Linked DNA regions of Hordeum vulgare: region 1 is linked to region 2. A link is a contact called in public Hi-C data. All regions are on one chromosome and are shown on one strand. The core of a region is the stretch at or near the end of the contact, and the rest is flanking DNA. Distances in the headings are between cores, read along the strand shown. Region 1 holds the start of LOC123446755 (phytosulfokines 4-like). Region 2 has its middle 160 kb from the start of LOC123449247.

Evidence for each region. A called contact is a pair of places that touch in the nucleus more often than the background predicts.
Region 1: a contact with region 2 is called in a Hi-C map of leaf, with 3 times the contacts expected there. The contact joins the promoter of LOC123446755 here to the enhancer-like site in region 2. A contact is called at or near these places in 2 of 6 Hi-C or Micro-C datasets (leaf and seedling).

What each region holds. Positions count from the first base shown.
Region 1 is chr4H:521,842,414-521,847,970 of MorexV3_pseudomolecules_assembly, reverse strand. LOC123446755 (phytosulfokines 4-like) reads right to left here and starts at 2,341. Exons shown (of 2, transcript XM_045123298.1): 1 at 2,161-2,341; 2 at 1,536-2,030. The coding sequence starts at 2,340. The coding sequence ends at 1,851.
Region 2 is chr4H:521,340,777-521,346,167 of MorexV3_pseudomolecules_assembly, reverse strand. No RefSeq gene overlaps it. Among protein-coding and RNA genes, the nearest start is that of LOC123449247, 160 kb to the right of the region's middle. Within about 2 kb of position 3,142, at least 2 of the 3 cell types and tissues checked have open chromatin away from gene starts, as enhancers often do. A contact at or near this core is called in leaf, where this site is marked.

The sequences.
Region 1 (5,557 bases), core at 1,092-3,591, 500 kb before region 2:
TCTGCTTGATGGCGGGGCTCAAAGACTTGGCGATGCTGTGGCTCGGCATCATGGGCCACGGGAACAGCGGGGTTCGGGTGACCGTGCGCGGGCGACATGCCATTTGCCTCGAGATAGGAAGAAGACAACCGGCCAGCTTGTTTGGGCTGGATGGGACGTCCTGCACCAAAAAGTAAGCACGTGCACTCTCTTTTCTTTTTCAATTTGTGTTTTATTTTTTTCAGGGTAAAAATGTCCACCAAAAAACGGTCAAAGTCCTTTGACTTGACGGTAACAACATGAGTGGGCATTTGTGTAAGTGCAACTGAAGGAAGAGGGATAAATATAAACATGCTTTAAAATTAGAGACAAATCTGAGTAATAGATTTGAATTAGGACACAAATATAAAAGGCCCTTCTAGCCCTAGGATCCATGTAGGGGTTGGGCCATGGATTTATGAGTTGCAAAACTGTACGAATAACCTACACGAATTTACTTCGATCAAAGGGAGAATGACCTTTTGGCTCTCGGCCTTCATAAAGGTCAATTTTTTACAAAATTCCAAATTTAGAAGTTTTGGTTTTAAAAAATCTAAAAAAACTTGCACAATTAAACATGGATGTGATCAGTATGTGTGTAAACTTTCAGGTTGAAATACTTTGAAATGCGACCTGTAAAAAAGGAAAAATCCATGATGTGAAAAGATCAATAGTATCATGTTAAAAAGTCTGAGATTTGTTTTTTTGCACAACCCTCATTTCAACGTATTTAGTTCGGAGAATTTACACACTTGTGCATTATACCTTTATTTATCTATGTATTTTCTTTCAAAATTTTATGGAATGTAAAAATAAGAATTTTCACAAAATTTGAATTTTGCATTTGAAGGCCTCCATGAAGCTCGGCCTCCAAAAGTAATTTCTAGATCAAAGGTATCTTGTTAATTATTGCAGTTATATACTCCCTCTGTTTCTAAATAATTGTTGTGAAACTAGACTAGTTTTTTCCAACAACAAATATTGTGGTACAGAGGGAGTACAACTGAGGCCTGTTCTCTATGAAGAAATATTAAGTGGCGACAGCGCGCTTCATAAAGCATTCTGGGAACCAGCTCCTCGACCAGCTACGAGAGTTGACCAAGAAGCCATCCAGAAAGTGCGAGATTCAACTACTACAAAACTTTATCATTTATTTGGCCACTAGGAGTACGACAAACAATGATGAAGTAATAGATGGAGCAAAAGGAACTATGACAAGACCAAAGTCAATGCTTATAATAGCCAGCAGGTAGGCCGGTGGTCTAATCCTGACTGCGTATGGTCATCTCCGCATTGTTTTGAGTAGTTCCTTTTCATATTGCCTGTTTCCTGACGTCGGGTTGTCTAACTAACAAGCATCTTTTTTGAAAGTTCCAGCTAGATGGCTGGCTTGTATTTCATTATTTAGCAGAGAACTAACAAGCATTTTAACACTCCATAGCTTTAACCAATCACGAAGAACGGTATGTTAGCTATAACTGTAGTATTCATCAGTGTATAGATGAAGAGATAAAATATTCAGTAAATACATATATGATGATAAAAGTTCGAATCCAGTACAGATACATGACCTAAAAACAAGGAAACAGACCACGCAAAAAAGACAAAACAACAACAACAACAAGGAAACAGGCAAAATACAAAGGGGTGACTATAGGTCTATAGCTGTAATTCACAGACGATGCATGGGACTGCAGAACAGACCGACGAGCTCATGAAAAATGCCTCTCTTCTTAAGTAGGGCCTGCTTAACCATGCGATCATCCAGGTATGGCCTTCAGTTCACGGAGTCCTTGGTAAGCACCAGCAGTTTCAGGGTTTCAGCACACCATCTAGTTGTGCTTCCCCTGGGTGTAGATGTAGTCGGTGTGAGCGACGAGGGTCCTCCTCATCAGGCACTCCTCCACTTCTTCCCCTCCCTCGCATCCTCTCACCGCCTCCTGATCTTCCTGCTCCATTTCCATCTCGGCTCCTGCAGCAACCTTCTCGTGGAAAATGGCGGAGCCAGCATCCTGCAGATCATCAAAATTTAAACACCGAGACGAGCACTATACAGCGAGCAACAAATCAACAAAAAGTACGATAGCCACAGCCACTCTGCATTATGAAGCACACGTTAGATTGCTTGGTTACTGTGCGTACCTGTGATTTGTAGTGGCTGGATCCTGGTGTAGGCCTTGCTGCTTGCCCTCTAGTGCAGACGAGGCACAGCAGCAGCGCTGCCAGCAAGAAGAGTGCCGCCTGTTTGGAGAAGGAGGCCATCTCTTTCGTCTCTCTGTGATTGATGAGGGGCTGGTTAATTAGGTGGCGGTATACGAGCATAAGCATCCGCCCATGGCGTTATATATAGAGATAATTGATGGACACCGTGGCTGGGCAGGTGGGTGGCGGGGTTCGGCCACACAGCAGCCGTGCGGCCGTGCCGTACTGCCGTAGACGGCAGGTCTTCGGCGTTCGATCCAGTATATCTTGTGACGACGACGCGCGCTCCGGCCGCGTCCACTTCGGTAAGATAAATTTCGCGCTCTCGCCGTCTCTGTCCATAGTACTGGATGAGGATCATCGCTCACATGGAGATATCCATAATATAAATGTAATGTACTACTTGGATTAATTTGATAAGCTGCTTGGGGTGGTACGTAGTTCATGTGGGTAGCAAGATGCCGGGCACTTGGATGTACGTACATGCAGATGGCAATGCCGGTGTGAACACGGTATAAGTAAGTAGCGTGCCACACATGGAAGGTGACAGACACATGCGGTCGTATACTCTCGGTTGAACGTCGCGCGCACGACCCACGTGAACACGCCGATGCGCCGATGCCGAGAGGCGCGCGGGAGTACACGTACGACCTGAAACAGTTTCTCGAAGGGAAGGGGACGATGTCTCGCACGCATTATATTGTGGACGTCAAACGAGCGTCTCGCCGACGTGCGCGGCGTGCCCAAGCTACTGGGCGGGCGGCGGCAAACCGGCAACTTGACGCAGCGGCTTTGTCCCGGCCGGCGCGGCACTGGCTGCTCGCCGCATGGCTGTGCACGCTCGGCGCGGTAACCGGCATAGGCCAGCTTGGGCTGACGGCGACACCTACTCCGTCGTGACTAATTGTACGCCACGCGCCGCGCATGCAGTACGTCGTGGACATGCCGGCACCCAGCGAGTGGCTTCGGGCATCAGATAAATCCATTTCCGAGTTATCCATGATCAATAGTACGTACGTGCGGCGCTGCAATTTTCATTCAGTTTTGTGGTGGAAAATTAAACCTACGCGTGCATTTATCTGCAGCGCGCAAACAGCAAAGAACATGATTAATAGTATAACCATTGTCATGTCATGTATAACCCATCTTATAATCAACGTATTTTTTTATTATATAATTTATATTTTACTTTCACAAATGTCTAGCAGCATGTGGTAGAGTTGTCTTTTAACTAAGAGCCCGCTTATTTTCTTCGGTACGGATGAAGCTCAGCTAGCTGAGTTTCAAGTTTGGCATCATTCACCGTCTCAACCGTTAGATCAGGTTTCACGTCGCAATTCGTGCAGCTACTGGAGGCCTTGTGTAGCGATCTCTCCTATTGTCGTTCGGTCCGTTTCTCATTTTTTCTTTTCACTGTTGTGTAGTTATGGGCTTGCGTCATGCATTATATTCTTTTTTTCGTTGTCTAAATCCACTTTTTAGCTCAAGGGGCAGCCGGTCACACTTGCTAATGTAGGACCCTCCAATTACGGGAGGGAACAACCGGAATAAAGTTAAGGTCAGTTCTAGGAAACCATTTTTAATCAGGTTCTGAGAAGCTTCTGGAATCTTCCTACCAGTTTGGGATGCTTTCAAAAGGTTTTTATTTCTGCTTTCCATCAGGTTTTGTAGTTTTTATTTCGTTTTTTCTATCTTTTCTATTTCTATTTCCTTTTTCTTTTATATTTTCAATTTGTGAACATTTTTTATTTATGAATATGTTTTTTAATTTAAGAACAATTAAAGCCAGGGAGTATTTTTGGAATTAACGAATATTTTTTAATTTCACATTTATTTTCTAGAGGAGTTGTCGGATGCGGTGTTTCTGTAGCATCTTTGTGTTAAGAACACTAGGGGGAGGGGGCTAACTTCTTTGTTTCCGGAGCAATTTTTCTTTAGCATGCATGCGTGTTTAGAACCTTTTTGTTTCTCAATATATATGTATGTGTGACGAACTTGAAAAGAAGCTTGAACCATTTTCTTACGATTATTAAGTGAATGGTAAGTTTTTCTTAATATAGTTTATTGTGTGGATATGTTTTTTTTTTGCTTTGTGAGTGTCCATTTTTGATACGCAGGTTCAAATTTGGATGAGGGTTTGTTGCTAGCTTGTGTGTGTGATTATATACAAAACAATTTTTCTAAGAGTTTTTGAGCATGTGTAATTCAATTTAATTTTTAGTTTTTCTTATTTTTGTAGATTAATATCACATTTTTATTTTGTTTTGAACATTTTGATCCATGTGCCATTTTACAATTTCCTCGCCTTGCATAACATTTTTTCCACTATATAGCTAGGGTTCTTTTTTTTCTTTAGTTTCAGTAAGATTGCTCAATCTACATTTTTTGTTGGCTCTTGTTTTTTGAAGGCCGATTGCAACTGCAACTTTCTTTAGGGGTAGTCGCAATTGCAATTTTTTTAAGGTCGGTCGCAACTGCAACTCTTCCTAGGGTAGTCGCAATTGCAAGCTTATTGAAGGCTGGTCGCAACCTTTAGTTTCTCTAGGGTAATCGTAATTGCAAATTTTCAAGGCCGGTCCCAACTTCAAGCTTCTGTAGGGTAGCCGCAATTGCATATTTTTTAAGGTCGGTCGCAAGCTCAAGTTTCTCTACTTTTCAAGGCCGGTCGCAACTTCAAGCTCCTCTAGGGGTAGCCGCAATTGCATATTTTTAAGGTCGGTCGCAACTGCATGTTTCCCTAGGGTAGTCGTAATTACAACTTTTCAAGACCGATCGCAACTTCAAGCTTCTCTAGGGATAGCCACAATTGCATATTTTTTAAGGCCGATCGCAACTGCAAGTTTTCCTAGGGTAGTCGTAATTGCAACTTTTCAAGGCCAGCTGCAACTTCAAGCTTCTCTAGGGGTAGCCGCAATTGCATATTTTTTAAGGTTGGTCGCAACTGCAAGTTTTCCTTAGGTAGTCGCAATTGCAAGCTTTTTGAAGTCCGGTCGCAACCTCAAGTTTCTCTAGGGTAATCGTAATTGCAACTTTTCAAGGCCGGTCACAACTTCAAGCTTCTGTAGGGGTAGCCACAATTACATATTTTTTAAGGTCGGTCGCAAGCTCAAGTTTCTCTACTTTGCAAGGCCGGTCGCAAGTTCAAGCTTCTCTAGGGATAGCCGCAATTGCATATTTTTTAAGGTCGATTGCAACTGCAAGTTTTCCTAGGGTAGTCGTAATTGCAACTTTTCAAGGCCGGCTGCAACTTCAAGCTTCTCTAGGGGTAGCCGCAATTGCATATTTTTAAGGTTGGTCGCAACTGCAAGTTTCCCTTAGGTAGTCGAAATTGCAAGCT
Region 2 (5,391 bases), core at 1,893-4,392:
AGCACGGGCTCCAGATTGAATTATCGGTTTTCCCCAGGTTTTTCTTAAGACGAGTTTTGCATCTTTTTTTAATGATTGCCTGTTTATTTTTTTCTATTTTATTTTTATTTTTCCATTCCATTTTAATATCCACAAACTTTTCTTCAAAGTAGTGAGCTTTTCTTAAATACACACACTTTCTTAAACTAGATGATGCCCCGCGTGTTGCTACGGAAAACCTGATAAACAGATGTTGAAAATAAAAAAACTATTGCTAAAAAAATATTAGGATTGCTCTCGTTTTATATTTTAGGAACAATAACTCATTTGAAGCATATGACAAAAGATGGGTAAAAAATGTAACATGATCTACATATATTTGCTTTAAAGTATATACCGCTTATGCCCATAATAAAATTAGTGAAACAATATGTAGATTAGTGCACACAATATAACTTATGATCACATGCATGACTTGATGATTTGGCCTAGTAAAATGAGGAAAAATAAGTATTTATGACTAAATGCCTGACTTGATGATGTGAACTTGTGACATGGTTGCATGAGAAGGAAAAATAGGTAGCGAAGAAAAAGAAAAAGTACTTATGACTAAATGCATGACTTGATGATGTTGCATGGTTGCATGAGAAGGAAAAATAGATAGTGGGTTGCAACAATTTAAGAATAAAAGATTCATACAAACATAAACTGTTTGAACATTCACAAATTCGTTTATCTTTTTCCTTCTTCGTGTTTTCTTCTTCCCAAATGCATGTTTTTTCAATTTTATGAAATTTTCTCTAATTCATATTTTTGTTCCAAATTTGTATAATTTTCAAAAATTTATGTTCAACTTTTTATGAACTTATTTTCAGATTCATCAACCTTTCCCAAATTCTGAACTTTTTCAAAACCCAGAAACATTTGGTGAAATACCTAAAATTATTTAAAATGCAAGAACATTCCCATATCTACCAATATATGGGAAATGTGCGAAACTTTTTCAAATTTGCATGTACTGTTTCTAATTCGTATTTTCTTCAAAATCGATTAACTTTTTCAAAATATTAAACCTTTGCAAATACTTGAATTTTTATATTTATGAACTGTTTTTGAAACAGTGTTTTTAGAAATAACAAAAATGGCGGTCAACCAGTCAACACGTGAGTCGCCCAAACGACAAATCCCATTTCGCAATTGTTTTGCGCGAGTTATAGGCCATTTTACAAATGGGTCCATTTAGCATTTTCTTTCTTTATTTGTTAAAGAACAGATTAAGGGGGGCAAATAGCTGGGTTTGAACCAAAGACCTCTCTGTTGAGATAATTGAAACGTAACCACTCGACCATCTCGATCCACTATGCCTACTCACTTGTTTTCTCTGTTTTATCCTTTTCAATTTGTGTAACTTTTTTTTTCTTTTCTCTATTCTTGGAATCGTTTGGTTCTATTTTTTCCCTCTCTTTTTATTTTTACTAAACACGTGATTTTTCTAAAAGAAATTGTGAATTTCTTTTCCAAATCGATGTTCCTTTTTTGACATAGATGAACTGTTTTTAAAATGAATGAACTTTTTTCATATCCGATGAATGTTTTTCAAAATCAATGAACTTTTTTTCAAAATTGATGAACTTTTTTTAATATTGTTGATTATTTTAGAAGAGATTTTTTGAAGTGCAATGGAATTTTTAAAAATCAATGAATAAGTGCAATGGGATTTTTCAAAATCAAGGAATAAGCTTTCTCCAAATTCGAAGAGAATTTTTTTTGAAGTGCAATGAAAATTTTAAAATCTGATGAATTTTTTTCAAAAATCATGAACGTTTTTCCAAAATTGATGAACTATTTCGGAATTTGATGAACTTTATTTGAAAGCATACGGACTTTTTTACAAATTTATGAATTGTCAAATAGAATGAACTTTTTTAAATTTGATGACCATTTTTTATAAAAACTTTAAATTTTTTCAAATTCGGTTAAGTTTTTGAAAATTGATTAGCTCATTTCAAAGAACTTTTCCCAAATTCGGAAAAAAATATATTTGTATGAGCCTTTTCAAATTTATGAACTTTCTTCATGTTCACGTTTTTTCTTGTGAATTACTTTATATTTATTTTTTATCATAAAATATTAGGCATAATAAGCTGGTTGTATAATACTTCTACATGTTAATGTTGTACAAAAAGAAGGCCCAAATGGTGTTTCTTCCTAGTAATGTACGTCAGATCCTATTTGGTACAAAAAGAAGGCCCAAATGGTGTTTCTTCCGGTTAAAGTGCATTTTTCTTAACCGGCGCCTGCAGCACCGGTAATGGTCCTGCCCAGTAGGAGGGCAGTTTTCCTGATTTTTTTTCAACTATTTTTTTATGACTTTTTTTGTTCAGTTTTCCTTTTTTCGTTGTTTCTTTTATTTACTCTTTTTATTATTTTTTCATTTCCATTTTATTTTATATATATATTTTTTCGAAAAAGTGCAGCCATATTATTATTATTATTTTTCCAAATTCATGAATTAGTTTTCAAAATTCGTGAACTTTTTTGAATATTAATGAACATTTTCCAAAATTTGATGATATGTTTTTAAAATTTGATGAAATTTTCTTTTGAAATGCATGAACTTTTTTCAAAAATGATGAACTTTTTAAAGGTTTGTGAGTTTTTTTCCAGTTAAAGAAACTTCTTTTAAAACATTTTTCAAATTCATGAACTAATTTTCAAAATCCGTGAAGTTTTTAGAAATTAGTGAACTTCTTTTTAGATCACAGTGAATTTTATAAAAGTCATTAACTTTCATTTCAAAATTTATGAACCATTTTTTGCTTTTATGAACTTTTTATGTCCTGTTTTTTTTGTTTTTTTTGGTTTTTCTTATAGAAAAATCAGCCCTGGAATTGGGCCGACCCATTTTAAAGGCCTGTAGGCACTGGTTCTCCTTAAGCGCCGACTAGGAGCTCCCATAATGTACTTCTATCAATGTTAAAGTTACTTCGATGTAGCCACATGTTTGACTTTAGTTGTAGAACTCGAATCATGCTTCTATCAGTTACGTATCGTTTTTGTGGTACGAACATAAGAATATTTTTTCCTACTCCGGAACGCTATGTATGCGGTGCGAGCACCAGTAGCGATTCGCGGCGCCTTCAGCACCAAATATGAGCTCCCAGCCTAAACACGCATCAGGACTGATCCCATACTCGCCATCTTGGCCCGGCGCATACATGAGGCAGGTGTCCCATTTTTTATTTTTTATTTTTTATTTTCTTCTTTTCTTTATTTTCTTCTTTATTTTTTAGGGATTTTCATAAATGTGCAAGATTTATTTTACAAAAAATCGAAAATATTAACAAGTTTAAAGATTATTTCTGGAATTCAAAATATGACTTCATTTTCTAAAAATGTTTACGAATCAAACAAAATATTCTCAAAAGTGAAAAAAAATCAAATTTAATTTATGTTCAGCAAATTGACACACTTTATATTTATTTACATAAATCATAAATTTAGGGAACATTCAGATTTTTTGATTTTTTTTATAAATTCAAACTAATTCATAATTTGAAAAAAGTGTTCATAAAATAAAATATTGGCGAATTTATATAAATTCTCTTTGATTCATAAAATGTTCAATATTAAAAAAGTTCTCTCTTAAATTTAAAACATTTAACGAATTCCCAATTTTTTGTCTCTTTCATAAATTGCCCCCAGCTTTAAATATATATTCCATAATATGCAAAAATATTCTGAATTTTGAAATGAAAACAAAAAAACAAAAACAGAAGAAGGTAAATACCGAAAACCCCAAAAGAAGAAACCAATGAAAAGAAGGGAAAATCGGTTCAGAAAACCTATGGTAAATTGAGAAGCAAAATACAAAAAATAGAGAAAATGGGTTGGCCGATTAGCACGGATAGGGGTGCGTGTTTGCTCAGTATCCGTCACCCACTATAGGAATAGGATTTCCCAGTGTTTCCCATTTAGCCCTTAATGTGAATGTTTCTTAATTGTGCCTACGCAGTGCTCACGCTCGTATCTTCTTTGTTCGGCAAATATAACCTATGAGAGTTTCAGTTTTAGAAAGCAAGTAGAAGCTTATGGCTCATTTTGTTTTTTGCTAAATTTGTTTATTGGGGTTTTCAACAGGTTTTTTTGTTTTAAATTATTGTGTTTACTGTTTCTTTTTCTTTGTGGTTTTTTCCTTTTTGTTTTTCGGTTTTATTTCAAAATAATTCCAAATACATAAATATTAATAAATTCACAAAAGGTCAAATGGTATTCGATTTTCAAACCCACAACATTTCCAAATTAGTGAACATTTTTCTTCAAGAAAACTATGAATTCATTCCAAATTAGTGAACATTTTTCTTCCTGAACTTTTTACTCAAATTTTTGGACCTTTTTGACAATCAATGAACATTTGACAGAATCGCAAACCCTTTCCAAATCCTTTAACTTTTTTTAAATTCACGATATCTTTTTAGATCCATGTTTTCTTAAAATTTGCGAACATTTTTTAACTCAACGAACTTTTTGAAACGCCTTGAACATTTTCCAAACCCACAATTTTTCAGAAATTTAATGGTCAAAGTGTCAATGGAAATGGTCAACCGGTTAATCAAGGGAAGACGACCAGAGTGAGTCACGATCATTTGGTGGGTCGGTCCACGTGGGCAGCGTGCGAGGACTAGTTGCATAGTTGACGCCTAAGGGTGTGTTTGGCAGCGGTTCTCACCCGAGCATGTATGTTCCCTAGTGAAGCATGCTAACTATAGACATGATGAATACATACATCTTGAGTTGTTTGGTGATCATGTATGTGTTGAGACATGCTTGGATGAGACTCTGTTTGGTAGGATATGTGTGATATGGGGAAGAGGTGTACTGCGAGGCCGCCGCCGGGGCTCGGGAGGGGCGTAGCGCGGGTACAACCGCCGTCGGGACTCAGGAGGAGGAAGAGGAGGGCCGACGGGGCGAGGGCGAGGCCGCCGGGGAGAGGGAGGGGCTCGACATGGCGGGGCGAGGGCGAGGCCGCCGGGGAGAGGGAGGGGCACGACATGGCGGGGCAAGGGCGAGGCGACCAGGGAGCGACAGGGCTTGGGAGGGGCGCGGCACGGCGCGAGCGAGGCCGCTGGGGCTTGGGAGAGGCGCGACACGATGGTGAGAGGCCGAGGTCGCCGGGGCTTGGGAGAGGCGCGGCGCGTGATACTGTTGGGGAACGTCGCATGGAAAACAAAAATTTTCCTACACGCACGAAGACCTATCATGGTGATGTCCATCTACAAGAGGGGATGTGTGATCTACGTACCCTTGTAGACCGTGCAGCAGAAGCGTTAGTGAACGCGGTTGATGTAGTGGAACGTCCTCACGTCCCTCGATCCGCCCCGCGAACCGTCCCGCGATCAGTCCCACGATCTA